2 separate regions of the Sus scrofa genome follow, and region 2 is linked to region 1. The links are chromatin contacts, called in public HiChIP or PLAC-seq maps. All regions are on one chromosome and are shown on one strand. Each heading gives the region's core, a stretch centred on a gene start, on an enhancer-like site or on the middle of the called end of the contact. The rest is flanking DNA. Distances are from core to core; before and after follow the strand shown.

The links. HiChIP or PLAC-seq counts read pairs in DNA pulled down with a chosen protein or histone mark.
Region 2: an H3K27ac HiChIP or PLAC-seq map of alveolar macrophages shows a contact between it and region 1. The contact joins two enhancer-like sites. A contact is called at or near these places in 2 of 2 datasets of contacts at active chromatin or transcription factors (alveolar macrophages and skeletal muscle).

Annotation. Positions count from the first base shown.
Region 1 is chr6:98,318,694-98,322,576 of Sscrofa11.1, forward strand. It overlaps RAB31 (ras-related protein Rab-31), which reads right to left. Exons shown (of 7, transcript XM_021096057.1): 4 at 2,809-2,880; 5 at 1,711-1,817. Among named protein-coding and RNA genes, the nearest start is that of TXNDC2, 45 kb to the left of the region's middle. Within about 2 kb of position 2,323, at least 10 of the 83 cell types and tissues checked have an H3K27ac peak or open chromatin away from gene starts, as enhancers often do. A contact at or near this core is called in alveolar macrophages and skeletal muscle, where this site is marked.
Region 2 is chr6:99,229,645-99,233,823 of Sscrofa11.1, forward strand. All of the region lies in intron 1 of RAB12 (ras-related protein Rab-12), which reads right to left. Among named protein-coding and RNA genes, the nearest start is that of RAB12, 13 kb to the right of the region's middle. Within about 2 kb of position 1,472, at least 54 of the 83 cell types and tissues checked have an H3K27ac peak or open chromatin away from gene starts, as enhancers often do. A contact at or near this core is called in alveolar macrophages and skeletal muscle, where this site is marked.

The sequences.
Region 1 (3,883 bases), core at 1,073-3,572:
CCATGTGGAAACCAGTACCTTCCACTAAACCCCGCTTTTTCCTAAAATTAATTTCAATTACGTTTCACTTCTATGTAATAGAGTCCTAAGTCCATTCATGTGTAAATGGTTTACTGCTTTCTTCTTTCTTTTTCTTTTTTTTTTTAAGGGCTGCATCCATGGCATATGGAGGTTCTCAGGCTAGGGGCTACACCACAGCCACAGCAATGCCAGATTCTTAACCCACTGAGCGAGGCCAGGGATTGAACCTGTGTCCTCATGGATACCAGTCAGATTCATTTCCGCTGAGCCACCACGGGAACTATCCCCATTTTCTGCTTATATTCTCATCTCTCAGTTCCTCAGTTCCCATGCAAGGCTTAGTCGACTCAAAGTAGCACTTTCACAGAGATTGGATGGTGGCAGATGCCAGCAGTCTTTCTCAGCATAACCGGTCTCCATGCACCCACCCCCCATGACAAAAGTTAATTCTGCTGGGCATTCTAGACGAGCAGGCTGTTTCAGGATTACAATAAAGAAGGTAAAGATCTGAACTAAGTCTGGGAAAGTGAAAGATTTGTCCAGCCCCCAGAAAAACAAACAATTAAGTGGTGGTTATGGCTGGTATTACAAACCAACCTGATGCAATGTGATATAAAGCTTTTGAAACTCCAAGGAAACAGAGTGGTTTGTCCAAGGCCATCCTCAGAGCTTTTGCAAGATCTGTTTTCATTGTTCATTAAACTTTGGTTTAATCATGCTGGGATAATTAAAACCTGAAAAGCAACTTCTTAAATTGCTGACAACTAAACGAACCAGGGGATGCAGACAAGGCAAATTCAATGTTTCCTTTTTTATTTCAGTTTTACCTAGTAGAAATAGCTTATCAGGCTAGGCAAAGCTATCATCAAAACTCTAGTCTACAAGGACCAAGCCCTGCAAACCTCTCTGCAGGCAGAAGTTCAACATTCAGTGTCTCTGGGGAAAGCTGAGGTGCTCCCTTATAGTGTGCATCAGGTTCAGATCTCAGAACAAGACAGAGTTTATAGACGTGGCTGCCTCCTTAAGTTACAATCAGAACTAAAGCAAACAGGGATGCTATGGAAAATGTATAGAATTCTAACACTCCTTCCCATACAAAAATGTTACTAAAGTGGCACCAGTAGTAATAATGACAAAATATAACAGAAAAGGTAACAATACAAATAATAATACCATTTAGCCCAAAGATATCTAGAGTCAGGATGGACCTGTGCTCTATATAGAAGATCTGACTTCAATATTCACTACTGGGTGCTTCCCCAGTTCTGCATTTCCCTATTTTCCCTTTGTTTTGTTTTAAGGGCTGCACCTGCAGCATATGGACATTCCCAGGCTAGGGGTGGAATCAGAGCTGCAGCTGCCAGCCTACACCACAGCCACAGCAACATCAGATCCAAGTCGTATCTGTGACCTACACCTCAGCTTGTGGCAACGCCAGTTCCTTAACCCACTGAGTGAGGCTGGGGATCTAACCAGAATCCTCACGGACACTATGCTGGGTTCTTAACCACAACAGGAATTCCTCCTTATTATTTTCCCTTAATTCTACTCTGGTTGAACAAATACCACCTTGACCAGTGGAAGTGAATGCCATTGATTACCTTCTGACTCTGAGATCAGACTCATTTAACCTCATAAACATTCAGGGGTGGGGGACATTCACCACACAAACATTTAAATGCATCTTACCTAATATCTGAGAGGTCACACTTGTTTCCAGCAATAGCCATTACAATGTTTTCTGGGCCGTGTTCTTTCAGCTCTTTCACCCATTTCTTCAAGGTGTGAAATGAATCCTAAACCAAAAGTGTATATCAATCTTGGGAAAGACTCAGCCACATATTTTAACTACAGAGAAGTAACAAACACAACATAATTTAATAAGGAAGCATATTTTCAGGAGGCACACAAAGATTAACATACTATCCCAATCTTGGCACGAAACTTAATACTAGCTAATTTATACTTACATAGCCTGTACAAGGTTCATTTTCTAAAAGGGAAACTCGATGAAGTTAAGATAATCATATTAGTCATTTTCTTCTATAAATAACATTTAACTTTAAATTATAGCCTTGACTCAACATGAATAAGGACTAAGTCACAGGACTAAAATAATGCTTGTGCTTGATCTAAAAGAAAAAGAAAAATATGTATATTTACACACACACACACACACACTAGAGTCCTGTTTTCCTATCCGGTCCTCACTCACAATTGACCTCCAGGACACAGTCAAGGTGGCCACTCCATTGAGGAGACAGTGGTCAGGAGCTCATGGGTGGTCACGGCAGTGAGTCATTAAAGCAGTGAACACTGAGTCAGCACCCCAGGAGCGGGGGAAGGGCTGGCAGACTGCTGGCATTATTTGTCCATGGGTATCCTGGATGCTTAAAGCAGTAACTACCCTACCTTCCTCTCATATGCACACACATGCTACACATACATCAACATCATCCTGACAGTCAGAAGTTATATGATTGAAACACAAACAGAAAATAAGTAGCTATAATTACAACACATGCCAAAACTTAAAAATAACTTCCCTTTTCCAAAAAGCGGACATTCTGGAGAACAGAATGAGCAGGCATGAGCTTGCCTCTACAGTCAGGCAATTTGAAAAACGAATGATCGTTATTGTTTATTTAATTGAGCAGAGAAATGTGAAATGCTTTGCTACATAGAGATGAGACAAACTGGAGAGACACATGGTGCTCGTTACGCCCCTGCGGGAAGGACTCAGGCAGTGAGACAGAGGACCCCCTCCCACGGCCTCTAAACCCTTACCTGTTTGGTGATGTCGTACACTATGACAGCCGCCGCAGAGCCTCGATAGTACATGGGAGCCAGCGAGTGGAACTGTTGAGGAACGGTGAATACTTTTAGGTCAAAGGGAACATATTTCACGCATTCCCAAATTCAACATACAATTATTATCCTACATCAGCCTTATTGGCTCCCTGGATACCCCCCGGAATCTCCCCAGGATTCATATCAAATAATAAATTTTTCTCCTCAAGGGTACATATCCTCCACTTTTTTATGGCCGCCTCTGCAGCATATAGAAGTACCTGTGTCAGGGACTGAATCTGAGCCACAGCTGTGACCTACACCACAGCTGCAGCAACACTGGATCCCTTTTTTTTTTTTTTTTTTTTTTTTTTTTTTTTGTCTTTTTAGGGCCACACCCGTGGCATATGGAGGTTCCCAGGCTAGGGGTCCAATCGGAGCTGCAGCCTCCGGTCTATGCCAGAGCCATAGCAACATGGGATCTGAGCCGCGTCTGCAATCTACACCACAGCTCACAGGAATGCTGGATCCTTAACCCACTGAGCAAGGCCAGGGATCGAACCCTCATCCTTCATAGATACTAGTCAGATTCGTTAACCGCTGAGCCGCGATGGGAACTCCAACACTGGATCCTTTAAGCCACTGCAAGGGGCCAGGGATTGAATTCAAGCCTCAGCAGCAACTTGAGCCACTGCACCACAACGGGAACTCAGGCACATACCCTTGTGGTTTACAGAACATGAAGTTCGCTGCTGGGAAAAACCAAAAATAAATGTTATTTCCAATGCTACTAGGAATTTTCTTTTCTGTACTGCTCATCACTCATCTAAGGATGATGGATCCAGAGCAATTTCAGTAGAAGGATACAGCGATAGGACATTTACCGAGGGAAGGAAAAGAGGAGATGGCACAGATCACAAGACCCTGGCTGAGCCTCTAGGGAGGAAGACAGCGCAGGGTCCCTTGGACCCACCCTTGGGCCTGGATACTGACATCCTGCAAACTCCCAACAAGTGGTAGGACAGCTGAGCGTCCTTCCAAAGGTGAAGAACAAGTGGTGTGGGTCGTTAGA
Region 2 (4,179 bases), core at 222-2,721, 910 kb after region 1:
TGACCCCAACAGTGGGTTAGGGATCCGGTGTTGCCACAGCTGTGGCTTAAGATGCAACTATAGCTCGGTCAGACCCCTGGCCCGGGAACTCATATGCCTTGGGGGTGGCCAAAAAAAAAATATTAAAAAACAACCAAACAAACAAAAAAACCACACACAAAAAACACACCCATTTAAAAATTACTACTTGGAGTTCCTGTCGTGGCACAGTGGTTAACGAATCTGACTAGGAACCATGAGGTTCGGGTTCGATCCCTGGCCTTGCTCAGTGGATTAAGGATCCAGCATTGCCGTGAGCTGTGGTGTAGGTCGCAGATGCAGCTCGGATCCCGCGTTGCTGTGGCTGTGGTGTTGGCCAGCGGCTACAGCTCTGATTAGACCCCTAGCCTGGGATCCTCCATATGCTGCGGGTGCGGCCCTAGAAAAGACAAAAAAAAAAATAAAAAAAATAATTTACTACTAATAATGACTAAACAAATGAAAGGCTTTAAAAGCATATCGTTATCTTGGGGAAAATTCTTACATAGAACACAGGAAACTCAATCTTGATTTCAAATAGCCTTAGTCTCAATCTAGAAATTACTGTATTAATTATTTTAGCATTCACAAAAAGTGACTTTATCATGTTGTCAATAGCGTGGAAGAGGAAATATTTTAAAATAATTTACTCATATAAATTAATTTCAATTTTTAATTAAAAGCAAGCAAACCATCATGTATCACATCCAATTCAGCCCTTAAAGCTTAAGATGACTTTTTTTTTCCCCCTGGCTAAGGCATATGGAAGTTTCTGGGCCAGAGACTGAATCCAAGCCACAGCTGTGACCTACACCACATCCTTAACCTGCTGTGCCAGTGGAAACTCCCTGAGATGATTTTTTATACCCAATTTCTCTTCAGATGTTATCTTACATACTTCTCAGTTACAGAAAACTTGAGGTTTCAAAATAGTATTTTTGACACAATTTTCACAACTAAGAAAAATAAACCAAAGGGATGCCAGCTATGTTTGGGAATTGGAGACACAGTCTCTGCAAGCACTGCTTCCCGACTGCTTCTTGGACCCGGGCTCCCCATGCTGCCCCACCTCCAGCAGGCAGGGAGAGGCCACGGTGGCCAGTGATGCACAAGGACCGGCTCCCAGGCCCCCCTCTGCCGGCCGATGTAACTCATCCAAGTCAGATGATGCTCTTGAGGTGAAGCGTAGGACATGTGACTTTTATAATTAGCAACCCACTGCAGACACCAATGCAACCAAAGGCCATGTTTACAACCCTGGTGGGAGCGGGGGCAGCCACCCCAGGTTGGACAAGAAAAAGAAGTGGCAGGAATGTGTCACAGCTGGAGAAGAGGCTACTGCACTTCAGTTCTTAATCTCCCACCCAGCCGTGATTTCAAAGGTCAGGGCCAACGCTGGTTAAGGCAATTTCACTTTCAGTTCTGCAACAGCTGTGCTTTTCCCACTCGATGACGCTCTCCAGCAGCCCTGAAACAGGAAGCATGTCTGTACACGACCAACATCCCCAAACAGAAGCCTTCATGACTCAACCACAAGGAAGAGCCTGCCTAACGCGGTATTTATTCCACAAGGCCCGGAAACCAGCCTGGACGCATGGGCTCTGCTCCAATTTTAAAAAGGCACAGCTCAAGGACAAAACCCCTCCTTCCAGAAATCAGCAAACAGTCAGGGCCCATTTACAAATCAAATTCATACTGTGTCACGACTACTATTGTGTTTTATACTTTGTTTCCAGTTCCTCTGAATTTGGGTTTTTTTTTTGAGAATTTGGTTTTATTTAAGGGAGCTGCAACTTTTATAAAACCTATCACAGTGGCTGCTACATTTTATTGAAAAGAATTGTCAGATGGCCTAGCAGTTAAGGTCTAGCAGTTAAGGACTCAGTGTTGTCACTGCTGTGGCAGAGGTTTGATCCCTGGCCCAAGAACTTCTGCATGCTGTAGACGTGGCCAAAAAAAAAAAAAAAAAAAAAGAATTGGTGGATGACACTTATTTTGTGAACTCTGCTTCAGGTCAACTAAAAAATCCCTTGAGGGGTTTCTGTTGTGGCGCAGTGGTAACGAATCCAACTAGTATCCATGAAGATGCAGGTTTCATCCCTGGCTCGCTCAGTGGGTCGGGGATCCGACATTGCCATGAGCTGTGCTGCAGGTCACAGACGCAGCTCGGATCCCACATTGCTGTGGCTGTGGCATATGCCAGCAGCTATAGCTCCGATTCAGCCCCTAGCCTGGGAACTTCCATATGCTGCGAGTGCATCCCTATAAAGGAAAAAGAAGAAGAAGAAGAAAAAAAAAAAGAATCCCTTGAAACTGCCAGAATAATTTTTGTTTTGATTAGGTGATTTGGCGATTTTCGCTGCTAAGTGCTGTTCTGAGCCTGAAATTGTGAGGCACTCTTTCCCAACCAATTTGAACTTCCCAACTTTAGCAGTCCTGCACTAGGGTTATTTTGCAAACCACGAAGTCTAATTTATAAACATAAAAGGAAAGGGCATTAATAGTCAACATCAGAGGTAAGTGGTAGTGCTACCACAATGTGATTGTACAGATACTACTAATTCCAACAGAACCAAGCAAAGCAAAGATGAACCAACAGTGAACAGGATTAAGAATCTGTTTAGCTAAAATGAAGACTATCCAGTTTTAGGGAGATTAATGTCATCACTAACACAGAGAAATATCCAGTGGCTAAATCTGAAATTCCACAAAAGAAAGCAGCTCCTTAAAATAGTCTTCTCTCATAAATGAAATCTTTACCTTACCTAATAGCCACTAAGTAGCTGGTAATGGTTGTAAACGTATCCTAATTATGGCTTAGAAACAAATTCTTGTATCAAAGTATACAACTAAACATTTTAAAAAACTTAAACATCAAGGCAAAAATATCTCAATGTTTTTTATTTTTAATATTTTCTTGTTAAAGAAATTATAATGGTCCTTAACAAAAGGTAAGCCTCAAATAGGAGATTGGTTTTGGGAGAAGCCAGCACAGACTCCTGTCTGGGCAGGGCCGCCCAGGACCAGTGCTTATAAACAGGTAAGGGACAAAAAAGGTGGCAACTTTGGTTGAGAACCTCGTTTCCTATCCTGTCCTGACCAGTGGGGGAAGCAACCAGCCTACCACTCCAGCAGGGGGTGGGGACTGTCCCTGGCCCTGAAGAGCTGAGTCATTCAGACCTAAATCTATGCTCCAGGCACCTGGCAAAGAAGTGCCTTTCTGGCTGCCCTCTCCTCTTAGAGAACCTGCGGGTCTGCCTAGAACCTTTCCAGTCCTAGGTGGCTTCCACCTGAACCTTCCAGTGGCCCCACCGCCTGACCCTCTCCTCATCCCAGTTCTGCTCCCCTCCCGCCCTGCCCATCGCTCTGTTAGCTTCCTGCATGACGGGAGCAGGTGCCCTCTGAGGACAGTCACCCCCCAGCTCCCTGGAGCCTAGAAACTCGCTGGTCCACGACAATGACTTGGTAAGCCTGCTCCCCTCTTCCACTGAATGCTGGATGTGAAAGAGAGATGCTGACTCTTTGGAAACAAGAGGAAATTCAGGACTGGGGATTAAACAAACACACACACTTAAAATGTAGGAAGGAAGGGCGGATGTTCTGCTCTGGGTGTGCCTGGAGGGCCCAGCAGTGGAATTCGGGGTGCCCAGCGCACAAGCATCACCCTGGAAACAGAGCACCTCCTTTCTCCTGCAATTCCTGTCATTGATGGTACATCCCTAAAGGATGGGCATCGTAATGTGCCCAGACCTCCCCCTCCCCCGCCCTCCTGGAGCGTTATCACAGTAACCATTTACTCAGTCACATGATGGGAAGTGGACCGCTAAGTGTATGTCTTGCTGGGTGACAAAACTTCCTTTACGCTCACCAACCTATGAAGTCTTACCAAAAAGATTTCAGTACTTTTCCTAAAAATGTCCGTAACATATTCAATATTTCAATCAGGAAGGATACAGCTCACAGGGCTGCAATCCTGCCATCAATGGCTAGAGATACGACTGGTCCAGTCGAATCGTCTTCTTTTTGTCTTTTGAGGGCCACGTCTGCGACCATACACCACAGCTCATGGCCACACGGGATCCTTAACCCATTGAGCAAGGCCAGAGATTGAACCCACAACCTCATGGTTCCTAGTCGGATTCATTTCCGCTGCACCACAAC